Regions from separate parts of the Sus scrofa genome. Here region 1 is linked to region 2. A link is a contact called in public HiChIP or PLAC-seq data. All regions are on one chromosome and are shown on one strand. Each heading gives the region's core, a stretch centred on a gene start, on an enhancer-like site or on the middle of the called end of the contact. The rest is flanking DNA. Distances are from core to core; before and after follow the strand shown. Region 1 overlaps FGFR1OP2 (FGFR1 oncogene partner 2). Region 2 overlaps STK38L (serine/threonine-protein kinase 38-like).

Evidence for each region. HiChIP or PLAC-seq counts read pairs in DNA pulled down with a chosen protein or histone mark.
Region 1: an H3K27ac HiChIP or PLAC-seq map of alveolar macrophages shows a contact between it and region 2. The contact joins two enhancer-like sites. A contact is called at or near these places in 2 of 47 Hi-C or Micro-C datasets (both in embryonic fibroblasts) and 2 of 2 datasets of contacts at active chromatin or transcription factors (alveolar macrophages and skeletal muscle).

The regions. Positions count from the first base shown.
Region 1 is chr5:46,806,557-46,814,121 of Sscrofa11.1, forward strand. FGFR1OP2 (FGFR1 oncogene partner 2) reads right to left here. Exons shown (of 6, transcript XM_005664032.3): 2 at 1,515-1,663. The coding sequence starts at 1,649. Among named protein-coding and RNA genes, the nearest start is that of FGFR1OP2, 14 kb to the right of the region's middle. Within about 2 kb of position 2,110, at least 4 of the 83 cell types and tissues checked have an H3K27ac peak or open chromatin away from gene starts, as enhancers often do. A contact at or near this core is called in alveolar macrophages, where this site is marked.
Region 2 is chr5:46,514,677-46,521,837 of Sscrofa11.1, forward strand. STK38L (serine/threonine-protein kinase 38-like) reads right to left here. Exons shown (of 15, transcript XM_021092164.1): 3 at 6,388-6,535; 4 at 1,264-1,315. The coding sequence starts at 6,524. Among named protein-coding and RNA genes, the nearest start is that of ARNTL2, 36 kb to the left of the region's middle. Within about 2 kb of position 5,230, at least 4 of the 83 cell types and tissues checked have an H3K27ac peak or open chromatin away from gene starts, as enhancers often do. A contact at or near this core is called in alveolar macrophages, where this site is marked.

The DNA of each region.
Region 1 (7,565 bases), core at 860-3,359, 290 kb after region 2:
GCACTGGAGAGGATGTGGAGAAATAATTAACTCTGGTAGACTGTTGATAGGAATGTAAGATGTTATAGCTGCTTTGGAAAATAGGATGATCCTCAAAAAGTTAAACACGGAGTTATATGACCTATCCACTCTACAACTAGGTAGGTATATAACCCAAGAATACTGAAAACACATGTCCACAAAGAAACTTATAAGTATTCACAGCAGTAGTATACATAATAGCCAAAACGTAGTAACAATCCAAATGGTCATCAGCTGATAAATACACATAATGTGCTGTATCCTTACAGGGAATATTATTATTATTATTGTCTTTTTGCCTTTTCTAGAGCCGCTCCTGTGGCATATGGAGGTTCCCAGGCTAGGGGTCGAATCGGAACTGTAGCCACTGGCCTATGCCAGAGCCACAGCATCGCAGGATCTGAGCCACGTCTGTGACCTACACCACAGCTCACAGCAATGCTGAATCCTTAACCCACTGAGCAAGGTCAGGGATTCAACCCACAACCTCACGGTTCCTAACTGAATTCATTAACCACTGAGCCACGACAGGAACTCCACAAGGAATATTATTTAGCAATAAAAACAAATGAAGTGCTGACATATGCTACTACCTGGATGAAACTTGATATTACATTTAAAAAACAGTCAAAAAAATCCACATACTGTATGATTCCATTCATATGAAATGTCCAAAATAGGCAAATCCTTAGCAATAGAAAGATTTGTGGTTGCCAGGGGCTAGCTGGGTTGCTTCCTTTTACAGAACATGCATTTCAAGAGGGTAAGATGTGAATACATACTTTCCTCCAGTGATTTTCATCATAATATCAGAGATCGTATAATTCTCTTACTTAGAGTTGAAAATCTTTATCAAAAGCGGGCCTAAAATGTCAGCTCAACTCCATGGCACACTGTAAAGTTCTTCAATACAGCAGTAAGGATAACAAGAAATGAAGTCCTTTTTATTTCTTCTTTAATTGGCAGCATTAAATGAAAAATAAGGCAGCAAACAGGGATGCAGTAATGGCAACAGGTGTAAACCAGATATTGCTTTGCATCACTTTCAGAAACTACTTTACTGTTAAGTAGCATCACCTAAATACTTGTTTTTATCTAAATACTTTTATAAAGAAAAATATAACATTTCTACATTATAAAAATAGGAGACAGAGCAAAATATATGTCCATATTGGTAAAAAGATTATCTGGTCTTTGTCAAATATATCTAGACCTGAAAAATGCATATATTTTCTAAACTCAAATGTGCATTCCTGTCAGAAAAATAAGTGATCAAGTCTATAAGTTTTAGAACATCTATATACAAATACATGTCACCCAAACTTGACAAGTCTAAACTGAAACATACAAGTCAAGCTACTTTAAAATTTTAGAGAACATTAACAAAAATAGTGAAATACTAATTGAGCAGAAGTTTACGATGTAAGCGACACATAAATGTCAATGACCGCTTTTTAAAAATGGAATCAACAAGAAAGAAAAAAAGATCCAACCTGCTTCATAGCTTCTACTCGCTTGCTGAGAGCTGTGGTTTGCTCAATCAAAGATTCCGCTGCATCGTCATGGTCTCTCAATCTTTCAACAAGGGCTTTAGCATCAGCCAATGCCTTCTCAATTGTGCAACTCATTTCCAAAGGAATGCCTATAATCAAAAGTTAAAATCAAGATTTAAAACAAGGCTGGCATATGATCTTATTTTAGTTTCACGTTAACACTGACATGCTTAAGCTACAACTGTTACTGGATTGTTCTTTGTTCGGCAGAATCATCTCAGAACACCTGTGGTTTTGCTTCTGTTTTGATGGTACAAACTTGAAAGTGAATTTATAACATTCAAAAAATGACAACATCTATAAATGATTTCCAGACATAATCAGAATGTATTTAAAACACCCTGAATTTATGGTGAGAGAAAAAAGTACATAGCCAATAAATATATTTTATGTTATACAGAAATTGTGCTTCTCATGAGGGCAGTCCTTATCTTGCTGTTTGTGAAAAAGGTTACTTAATTAATCTGCATTCTGCAGTCAATGATTGCCAGTTCTCTGATCACATGACACTTCTGAGCCTCTGCTTGTCACATGACCTAAAGTGTCATTCACACACACACACACTACTGGCCAGCCAAAGTGGCCTCTATGTGTCACCCTGTGTCAAAGTGTCAAACCTCCTTCTGAAGGAACTTTGGCTTCTTATATAAAATTGTATATAATCCTAACTCTTGCACTTTCCTTAGTAAATGGCAAAGAAAGTTTTAACTTAGGACAACACTGGCCATTAGGGGAAACTTCTGATATGCTAAAATCAATAATTAATATGTCTAAAACGAGCTCAAAAAATTAGGAAACAGGAGTTCCAACTGTGGCACAGTGGGTTAAGAATCTGACTATAGTGGCTCAGTGTGGGTTTAATCCCTGGCCTGGTGCAGTGGGTTAAGGATCCTGCATTGCCACAGCTGTGGTATAGGTCACCATTGGGGCTCAGATTCAATTCCTGGCAAGGGGAACGTCCACATGACAACAGGTGCAGCAAAAAAAAAAAAAAAAAAAGATAAAACATGAAACAGCCAATAGCTTTTTCAGCTGGTATGATGAGACCTCAAAACAAAATTTTAATTTAAAAATGATTTATCTCAAAACCTTTAATTTTTCTGAAACTTACCATTATTGAAATTTTCTTTCTACTAGGTTTCATCTTACTTTCTGTATGTGTCACTCTTTCTTCAACATTTTCTCAAAAAAATGAAATTATACTGTAAAATTACTGGGCCAAAAGCCAAGTCTATAGCAGTTAAATTAAAACACAAGGATAGATCCAAATTAAGGGCTATAATTAAGGATTTTCATCAAGTTTAGGAAGATGGAAATTTGCTACAGAATGCAGAACTTTGTTAGATACCACTGCACTCGACTCCAGATCTGTACTGACTAGTTCAATTAATTATTAGGTCCTCAGATACAGAAACATTCAGCGAAGTACAAAAGAGATTTAACTAACTCAACTGCTAACACCTGAAAAGAAAGAAAACCCATCAGGCCATTTTAGTAGACTTTCATTTAAGGTAATATATAAGAAAGATTCAAAACTGCAAACTAAATAAAGATGAAAAAACATTAAAACTGTATTCTTGGTTGTACCCAACAGCTAAAGCAAAGAGTATATATTGTCCTGTTACTATAAATAGGGTCAAAGTTGAATAAAAAGATTTAATCAAAATAAGTTAACATATAAAACCACCAATTAAGAAAATATTTAATTTATGACTAGACATTTCCAGAGAGCTTTAAAAACTGGAAATTAATAATTTCTGGCTCTCTAGATAAAACAACCAAAACATCTGTCTTCTAAGATTTAAAAGGTTTAGATAAGGGTACTTCAAAATACAAGCAAAAGGGCCATGAAAAGAACCATTGTCTCATAGTGGCTAAAACACAAAAGGTCGACCATCCACAATTTGTTTAAGATGCTGCTCCAAGAGAGACATTAGCCTCCGACAATGCTGTGCCCTTCCTCTAAACTTTCAGAGGGGGGAAATTATCTAAAATTATAGACAGGGAGCTCCCTAGTGGCCTAAGGTTAAGACTAGGCACTTTCGCCACTGCAGCCTGGGTTCAATCCCTGATCTGGGAACTGAGATCCTACATTCAAGCTGCTATATGCCACAACCAATACAATAAAATAAAATTATAGATAGATAATAACACTGCTTAAATTTTTTTTCTTTTTTTCTTTTTGGCTGCACCCATGGCATGTAGAGGTTCCAGGCCAGGATCTGAGCCATTGCAGCAACCTGGGTCACTACAGTGACAATGCCAGATACTTAACCCACTGTGCTACAAGGGAATTCCCACGGCTTTTTTGTTTATACTGCAGTCATTATATCTCCACATATCGCCTATTAATCTCACTACTATAGCACACCAGATTCTTTAGAGTAAAATTTTAAAGTTATGTTTTTAAAAAAAAAAATGTTGTGAAGGGGATAAGGGGAAGAAATTGACTTGTAATAGCTAAAAAAAATTGAAAATGGAAAAAAATATTTGTCTTTCAGTAAAAATAACTGGTTCTAACAGATGGTGAAAGAAAATTAAAAAACAAACTGAAAGTCTAGAGGAAGTTGGAAAAGACATCAGAGAAGTAAAGTTTACTTTGATTAGGAGTTCCCATTGTGGTTCAGTGGTAATGAACCCGACTAGTAACCATGAAGACACGGGTTCGATCCCTGGCCTTGCTCAGTGGGTTAAGGATCCGGCGTTGCTGTGAGCTCTAGTGTAGATCGCAGACATGGCTCAGATCTGGCATTGATGTGGCTATAGCGTGGGCCAGTGACTACAGCTCTGATTAGACTCTCTAGCCTGTGATCTTCCATATGCCACAGGTGTGGGCCTAAAAAGATACACACACACACACACACGTTTACCTTGACTTAACAGAACTCAAGTCCCAGGTCCTACCCTCTCAACAGTACTGTTAGGACTACTATCAGAAGAATACCACTTTATGCTTTGTAACACAACATATACAAACTTAATAGACAGGATGTGTTTCCAAATAAAATGCACTAAAATTGCTATATATGATCAGATGATAGGTGATCTAGACATGAATACTTACACTGAAAAAGTTATGTTACATTCTAGGGCTATCAACTTGACAGCAGGGCACCGAAGACCTGCTGCCCATTCCTATGCTTTTACTAAATAGTTAAGGCTCACCTTCCTTGCCTCAGAGAAACCACATGGGCCTTGACTAAATTAGTCAAAGCATCTTCAGAGCTCACACTAGGTCTTTATAACTAATATTCCCATATGTAGTATATCCCAGGAATTCTTTTGTGGCACAGTAGGTTAAGGATCTGGTGGTGTCACTGTGACATCTTGGGTCCTGCTGTGGTGCAGGTTTGATCCCTGGCCCAGGAATTTCCATATGCCGCCAGGGAAGAAAAAAAAAAAAAAAAAAAAAAAAATTCCAATAGCTAAATGAAACCACCCTAAATTTTCTACTCTTTAAATAACTATGAAATATCGTTATTTTCTCCTTACTCTAACCACCATACATACTGAAAGAAAATCTCATAACTGTGTTTCCATAATTCAAGAAGTGTCCTAGCCCAAAACAAAACTTGTGACTCTCTAGTACACCAAATCCTGACTTTAGTGTTTGTTAATGGGTTTTACATTAAACATGAAAAGTGATATACACCAGATCTGACATGTGTATCAACAGGTGCTTAGGTCACACTGATAAAATTCAATTTCTTACCAGAAGCTAAACTGATCAAATGACTTAGCTGTGGCCCTCTAAGACAGAGCAATTTGCTAAAATGAAAGAGTAAATATATGCTGAATAGTAGCTGAATTGTTTTTAGAATAATTCACTTCTTTAAAGGCTGCGATGAAGTTCCTCCTCTGACATCCTTTAAAGGACAACAAATATTAACTACTTGATGGCTTGATACTACCTAAAATAATAAGGTAGAGGCCCACCATAAAAAAAAATACTACAAGCTAGTATCCTATACCACAGATACTACGGAACTACTTTAAAGTATGTCACTATAAATACATTACTTTTTACTAAAAGTCCTTATGCAAGGGTTTCACATAAAACAATGCAATCATAACAAATCCATGGAGCATGTCAAAGATTCCATCACAGACACACAAAATCTGGCCTGCCAAACTCCAAAAAGAAACTTGGGATGATCAGTTATAAAATCCATAAGTATAAGGGCTGATAAAATCAGAATGACTACCTAATAGCCCCTGACAAAAACCTCAAAATGAACACTAAAATCTCCATGAAACATCTAATTCCAGTTGGAAGAGACCAACCATAATATTAAACACTTATGGGAAAGTTCCTTCCTTCCTTCCTTCCTTTCTTCCTTTCTTTCTTTCTTTCTTTCTTATTTTTGGACATGCCCATAGCATGTGGAAGTTCCTGAGCCAGGGAATGAACCTGTGTGACATCAGTGGCAATGTGGCATCCTTAACCCACTAAGTCATCAAGGAATTCCTGGGAAAATTTCATGAATGGCAGAAGATGTGAAAACCTTTTTGTAAATAACATAATACTCAACAATGAATAAAATACCATCCTATTTTGTGTTTCCTTCCAAGAACATTCTAACTTGTCAATAAGGTAATAGGGAAATATATTTAACTTGATCAGTTATTCATTAATTTAAATTATGTAACACTTTGCCTATTTTTCAGAAGTATTTGTTTGTAACACTCCCAATCTTCAGCAAACTCAGAATAAAACCAAGAAGGTCTGAGCTCAAACACATCATAATCAAATTTCTAAAAATAAAAGACAAAGAAGAAAACCTTGAAAGCTGCCAGAAGAAAACAACACATTATTTATGCAGAATCAACAATTTAAATGACTGTAGATTTCTTATCAGAAATCATAAAGGCCAGTAGAAAGTGCTGAAAGAAACTCTCAACCCAGAATTCTATATCCAGTGAAAACACCCGTCATATATGAAGGTGAAATAAAAATCATTCTCAGATAAAGAAAAGGAGAACTCACGTCTAGTAATTTGTTCTAAAGGAAATATTTCAGAGAAAAGCAAAGTGATTATCAGAAGGAAACTCAGTGCATCAGGAGTAAAGGAAGAGCAATAGAATCATAAATATCTAGGTAAACATAAAAGATTATTCTCTTTTTGAGTGTTTTAAAATAGCTAATTCTTGAAAACAAAAACTGTAACTTTTGTGATGGAAATTTCAATTTATGTATATGTTAACATATAGCCATAATATAAAGGGGGAGGGTAAACGGACCTATATTATAATAAGGTTTCAACATTTCATTTGAAATGATAAAATGCCAACTGTAAAATGTCATTTGTAAACTATAAAATAATCATATATATGATTATTATTCTATTTTTATATATAATCATATGCATATATATTGCAATCCTAGAGAAACCCCTAAAAAAAAGCTGTACAGAGACAACAGTAAAAATCATAATAGATAAGGAGTTCCTGTTGTGGCTCAGCAGTAATGAACCCAACTAGTATCCATGAGGACGTGGGTTTGATCCCTGGCCTCACTCAGTGGGTTAAAAGACCTGGCACTGCCATGAGCTGCGATGTGGGTCACAGATGCGGCTTGGATCCAGCATTGCTGTGACTGTGGCATAGGCTGGAGGCTACAGCTCTGATTCAACTCTTAGCCTGGGAACTTCCATATGAGGCAGGTGTGGCCCTAAAAAAGCAAACAAAAAACATAGTAGATGAATTAAAATGAATAAAAGAGTTTCAATAACCCAAAAGGAGGAGAAAGGGGGAAATAAAATAAAATACTGAGGGTAGAAACAGAAAACAAATGATAAAACAGTGGACCTAAATACAAACATTTTAATAATTACACTAAATATAAACATTCTACACACATTAGAACATACAGTTTGATAATCTGATTCTTTAATCCGAACTAAAAAACAGGATCCAAACTAACAAAAACCTGAAAAAATAAACAGCTATATATCCACACTTACTGCTGAAAACTTCAACACTTCTTTCTCA
Region 2 (7,161 bases), core at 3,980-6,479:
AAGTGATGCCTAAAGTGAGACTGAAAGCATGTGGAAGGATAACGGGAGTTGGGCAGGAGGAAGGAAAAGGTCCAAGCAGCAGAAAGAGCACAGGAAAAGGTCCATAGGCAAGAGAAATGGGAATGAAAGTAACTTAATATTGGTCAGCCTGGAGGTGGGGTGACAAGAGAGGGAAGAGGCCGAATCATACAGGGCCCTCGACACTCATGTTAAAGAGCTGGTCTTCTCCTGAGAAAACCTGGGAGCCAGGCAAAGGCACTAAGCAAAAGAGTGACGTGGTCAGATCTGGTTTTTGACAAATCACCCTGGCTGAAGTGTACAGAAAAACTGGGTGTGGGAATGTGGCTCAGGATGGGGGAGGAGAGAACACTGGGGGCAGTGACTCTGCAGGTGAAATACAGGTGGTTTACACCACTAGGTTCATGGCACTGGAAGAGAGAACTGGGTAGTTCAGAGATATATTTTGGAAAAAATTTTAAGGAGACTGGACAATTGATTGATCCTTCTTGGAGTCGTCTCCTCATGCCTATTGGAGTAGTGTAGATCCTGTTTACTGAATATATGTTCTTGGAATTTAAAAAAAAAAGCTTCCTGCTTTCAAAGATGTCCATCACAGCGACAAAGTCAAAAGCCCACATTCAAATATGAAATCCACATTTTTCAAGTTGTAAAATCACCTGACAGCAATGAATGAAAAAGTCACTGGGGCTGCTTTTATACAGTCATTATGGTTTTTTCCCCTTTTATTGAGATATAATTGGCATATAATATTGTGTAAGTTTAAAGTGTGCATACTATGTGATGATTTGATACAAGTATATATCCTGAAACGAGTATGACAATAAGGTAAGTTAAACATCTATTACCTCATATAACCATTTTTTTTTTTTTTGGTAGAACATTTAGATTTACTCTCTTAAGAACTTTCAAGTATAGGAGTTTCCGTCGTGGCGCAGCAGAAATGAATCCAACTAGGAACCATGAGGTTGCGGGTTTGATCCCTGGCCTTGCTCAGTGGGTTTTGGATCCAGCGTTGCTTGTAAGCTGTGGTGTAGGTTACAGATGTGGCTCGGATCCTGCTGTGGCTGTGGCATAGGCTGGCAGCAACAGCTCTGCTTAGACCCCTAGCCTGGGAACCTCCATATGTCACAGGTGCAGCCCTAAAAAGCAAAACAACAACAACAAAAAAAACCAGAAAAAACAACTTCCAAGTATATAACAGAGTATTGTTAACCAGAGTCACAGTAATTACAGCTCAGTTACCTCTTCATCTGCTAATCCTTCTTCTTCCATGGCCACTTCTAATTTCTTCTGCCTTTTCAAAGAAAAAAATAATTTACATTTTAATTGTGTTCCTAAGTATTCCCATTTAAGAAATGTGCATTTATTTTTTTTAAGTTTACACTTCAGTTTGCTATGCTAAAGAAGCTTTTCCAGTCGAATCAAAACAATCACTAAGAATAGTGATTAATATATATAAACATAATATGTACACACAAATATTCCTTTCTTAAAAAATAAACCCAGTCCAGATTTAGCTGTCTCATACTAGCCAAATGAAAAATTTACTTCTAAAGCTGCTTAATGAATTGTTAGCCAAGGTGACTCATGTTCTAATACAGAAAACTCTGTTACCCATGTTCAAACGTCCAAAATCACTCACATTTATCAGTGTTTATACTAGATGTGTTTAAAAAGGTAACAATAGTGACTAAACGTAAACATTTCTAAGGTGCATATCCCTGTGCTTGACTCTTGGTTTTAACACTTATTAGCTGATGTCTAAGTCCTTCACCTAAACTCTAAAGTTGATTTCCCCCACTAATCAAGGACAGAGGTTCAATGCAATTAAGAATATTTTACTCTATTCTATTTCTTGGAAAACTGAAAAGTCATATATGCACATAAAAAAAAAAACACATTAATTACCAGAACATTTGGTTTTACAGGAATAGCCAAGTTCAGTCATTCAGTACTTTAAAATGCACCCTTGACTTTACTTAAGCTAAGTGGGGCCGGGGGTTAGGCAGTATGGATGAAGTAGCTAGTAACTAGAGAGATAGCTGTGGTACACATTTTGCAACTCATTTCTAAGCGAATATTGCTATTTTATTTCCACTGTATTGGTACTGGTACCAGGAGAGCTCTTCCTAATTAGTTCTGGAGTGTACCAGAATTAGACTAACTTTCAAAGACTTAGCCAAATGAGTACAAGGGTTGAGGACTGAAACCATCATACAAATGTTTTGGTATTTGTTGTTTATGACAGTCTGTCCAAAAGTAATCTTTCCCTAAACTGCTGTTAAGATCCCCTATTTTTAATGGAAAGTTCCTTTAAAAAATATCTTGGGAGTTCTCGTCGTGGCGCAGTGGTTAACGAATCCGACTAGGAACCATGAGGTTGCGGGTTCGGTCCCTGCCCTTGCTCAGTGGGTTAACGATCCGGCGTTGCCGTGAGCTGTGGTGTGGGTTGCAGACGCGGCTCGGATCCTGCGTTGCTGTGCCTCTGGCGTAGGCCGGTGGCTACAGCTCCGATTCAACCCCTAGCCTGGGAACCTCCATATGCCGCGGGAGTGGCCCAAGAAATAGCAACAACAACAACAAAAGACAAAAAAAAAAAAAAAAAAAAATCTTGGAGTTCCTGTCGTGGCACAGTGGAAACGAATCCAACTAGGAACGATGGGGTTGTGGGTTTGATCCCTGGCCTCGCTCAGTGGGTTAAGGATCCGGCGTTGCTGTGAGCTGTAGTGTAGGTTGCAGATGCAGCTCGGATCCAGCGTTGCTGGGGCTGTGGTGTAGGCCGGCAGCCATCGCTCCAATTAGACCCCTATCCTGGGAACCTCCATATGCCGCGCCCGTGTGGCCCTAAAAAGACAAAAGACAAAATAAATAAATGAATAAATACATATGCGTGTGTGTGTGTGTATATATATAGTTCAGTCACTTCCTTGAGTCTAGTAATAAGCACCCACCTTGGCACTAATCACACTGATTTTTTGTTTACACAGTTATCTTTTGTTGCTATATTATTTGCCCAAGCCCAACCCTTTGAATGGGCTAGGCCAATACTGGATCCTGTGTCTGCCTTTATGCACAGAGCTGCTTGTTCAATGATCTGGGTTTTCTCCTCTGCAGGAAGAATCCACAGAGTGAGAGGACCATTAACCTAGGAGGCACTATCAGTACACAAGCAGATTTATTCTTCTGTCAAATCCCTACTGCCCCCTTTCCTCAATCTGTGTGAAAGCTAAAACTTCAGTAAATCTCCCATCCTTATGAGGAGAGATGCAAGGACTTTCATCCATTTCCAGGCCTAAATAGGAAGACTCACGGACTTTTCCTATACCACTTTAAAAGAGACTTTACCTCTAAATAAGCTTATGCTCTATTCTTACTGGTACTTTATTGGCATTTACTCAATTAGGTAAGCCTTAAAATGTCATGTGTTTTCCTAAAGTATAAGCTTTTAGGAGTTCCCATCGTGGCGCAGCGGTTAATGAATCCAACTAGGAACCATGAGGTTGTGGGTTCGGTCCCTGCCCTTGCTCAGTGGGTTAGCGATCCGGCATTGCCGTGAGCTGTGGTGTAGGTTGCAGACAAGGCTCGGATTCCGCATTGCTGTGGCTCTGGCATAGGCTGGCGGCTACAGCTGCGATTCGACCCCTAGCCTGGGAACCTCCATATGCCGCGGGAGCAGCCCAAGAAATAGCAAAAAAAGACAAAAAAAAAAAAAAAAGCTTTTAGAAAATATAAGCTGATTATTTAACTTCCATGGCACCATAAAGATGAGATTGCTTTTTTCTTTTTAAACAACAGTAGATTCTTTTATTCCTACTTTCCTTTGTTTGGGAACAGAGGGCAAAACAGAATTACTTTAAGGTTTCAGCAATAAAAAGACAATGACCCTTTAAAATTCTGATGAATAATTTAAGTGACTATTGAAAAAATCTAGGGCTTTCCTTCCTTTCTTTTACTTTATTCCATCTCCTTTGATGATCTGACCACTTTCAGAGACATTCATTACATTTACAGTTGACATAGTTTTTTATGTGTCTGGATTTATTTCTCACTTATGGTGCAATTTCTACTTGTGCTTGCTCGTTGGTATTTCAGTTTTTCTTTTTCACTTGCCGCCTTCTGAATTTATTTTTCCCCATCCATTTTTTTCCTTCTATTAGTTTCAAAGTTACAAACTCTATTTTTATTCCTTTAGAGGCTACCCTAAAAATTACGTGTACATTTAATTTGTCAAAGCCTGAAATTAATCAATTTTCCCTAGCTATGTTGTATCCACTATCCACAGAGTCAATGATCCTCTTAAGAATAATTTAATTCCACTTACTTCCCTCCTAACTAAGAGTCTACTACACAAAAACACTTTAATACTTTTTGAAAAAATACATAAGACATTAAAAAAAAAAAGGAGTTCCCATTGTGGCTTAGCTATAATGAACCTGACCAGTATCCAAGAGAACATGGTTCGATCCCTGGCCTCACTCAGTGGGTTAAGAATCCAGTGTGTTGCTGTGAGCTGTGGTGCAGGTCACAGAAGCTGCTCAAATCTGGCATTGCTGTGGCTGTGGCAGAGGCTGGCCCCATATGCCACACTTGTGGCCCTAAAAAGCAAATACATACATACATACGTACATACATACATAAGACATTATCAATACTGCTGGGTTTTTTTTGAGTGAGAATTGCAATTTTTAATTTTTATTATTTATTTATTTATTTAGCTTTTTAGGGCCATATCCATGGCATATGGAGGGTCCAAGGTTAGGTGTCAAATTGGAACTACAGCTGCCAGCCTACGCTACAGTCCAGCAACACAGGATCCGAGTCAAGTCTACAACCTACACCACAGCTCATGGCAACGCCAGATCCTTAACCCACTGAATGAGGCCAGGGATCGAACCTGCAACCTCATGGTTCCTAGTTGGATTCGTTTCCACTGCGCCATGGCAAGATCTCAATTGCTGATTTTTTATACAGTTTTTGTTGAGAATCATTCACATGTTTACAGTTAGATTTTCTGTTTGTGACTATGTTCCCTCCACCTAAGTTAAGTTAAATCTTCTGGAATTTCTGCAGATGGCATATGCTTCATTTAACTTGCCTCTCTCTGTTCCCTTCTCCTTCTTCTCTTCCTTTGGAACTCTGATCAAAGATATGTTTGCTCTCCTCACTGTCCTCCATGTTGCTTAGCTCTCTTTCTTATTTCCTAGTTGACTTCTGAGTAGTTACTTTGGTTTCATTTTCTAGTTCTAATTCTCTCTCCAGCCACATCTAATCAGTTAGACCTGCCCAAAATTATGTTCAAAACCAGATTCTTCCTCTACAGTCCTAGTTCGCTAATTGTGCCACTCTCGGTATGCCCAAGTGTGAGATTTCGGAGCCAGCATTAACTTATTTTTCTTGCACTCCATATTTGGGTAGTTGCTATGTTTTTTCTGTCTTTCTCACTCAGTTCCTCTCTATTATTGCTGTCATAATCCGAAAGCAAGCCTCCTTTCCACTGGCCTGGGCTACAGCACTAGCCTTTCCTGTTCCTAATTCCTCTTCCCACAATCAATTCTGTCCATCACAACTAAAGTAGTCTCCCAGAGAAACACCTGTGACCATTTAAATCTTCTTTTTGAAAGTTTTCAAGGCTCTTTACTGGCATGAGAAAAGCTCCACTAACAAAGCATCCAAAGCTCTCAGGAAATGGTAAAACCCAGCTGGAGCGAAATTAGACAGTGCCTGAAGGGCACTGAAGGTGGTTTCTTCCGCCTCTAATATCCTTCCTCCTGCTCTTTCACCTCTTTCTTCTCCCCTTTCTGCATACATAAACAGTACTCTCCCTTTGGAGCCCCGTTTAAATGTCACCACCATTTATGAAGCCTTCCCAGCTGCCTCTGTCAAAAACAATCTCTCCCATCCTTGCCCTTCCCAAAGGGCATACTTTTCACCCTTTCATGTAATATTTATGTGCATTGTCTCTCTTGCTGTAAGTTTCCTGAAGGCAAAATAACATTTGACTCATTTTTAAAATTCTCCCGTTCCCACTGATATACACACAACACTGTGAATCCTTTTGGGTTAAAGGCAGTTATTCATTAAGCTCCCTTCTAAAAGAAAGTATAAAGGTATGTCAGAATTTCATAGGTAGAAAAGTTTTCTTTAAAACACCAACTGACCTGTGATACAAGTATATGGGTGCACAGGACAAGATACTACTCTATGAAAGTAAAACAAGTAACAAGGTACACTCTCAGGAAACCTAAAGACAGCATACAGGTTTCCACAATATTTGTATTATTAATGGACAGGGTGTTTACTCCCCACCTGCAGCATAACAAGAAAATTATTAACTACACAGAAAATTTTGACCAGCCTTTTCTGTACCTGGTTTCTCTCTCTTCATGCTGTAAAATTAGGTTGCTGTAGAAATTCTCCAGTGTGAGCTTGGCCACAGTCACTCTTTCCCGGGTATGGTTGCTCATAGGAAAGGTGGTAGCAGTAGTCCCTGCCGTCATTGCCATAGTAACAGAAACTAGAACAGAGAGACACAAATTGTTCAGTAGAAAAAAACTTTCTGTCCCTTTAAACAAACTCTAGAAATGGTTAATTTCTACTATGCAAACTTGTCCTCTAACAGTTAAGACGTTTGAGTCTTTTGTATTATGGATTATATGCTAGCAAAGAAAGAGGCACTTCCCCCAAAACAACAAAAGTGAATTCTGTGCTGGCAAAACCAAGGGTAAAGAAGCAGCAGTGGCAATAGACACGTAATACTGACACTTATTTATCAAGGGTCATATTCAATAAGTATTCAAAATAAAGGGTCAATTTATTTTGTATTATTTTACTGATTACTAAATAAAATCCACAAGATTTTGCTAATACTTATGTTCCCAATAAACATAAGTTTAGAAAGAAGCCTCTGCCATGTAAATTCTATGAGTCAAGACGTGTTACCTCAAATATGTACATAAACATCAGTCAACAGCAGTTTTTATGGGGATATGTTTTAGGGAAAAACCACTTTTAGAAACAAGCCCCTTTGGATGGAGTCCATGGATGCCCTATTTCATTTTGAATCCTGTAATAGTGCTATGACGAGGTCTAGTATACTACTCCAGACTGGAAGGCCCATTGCATTTTCAGATGAAACTCAAA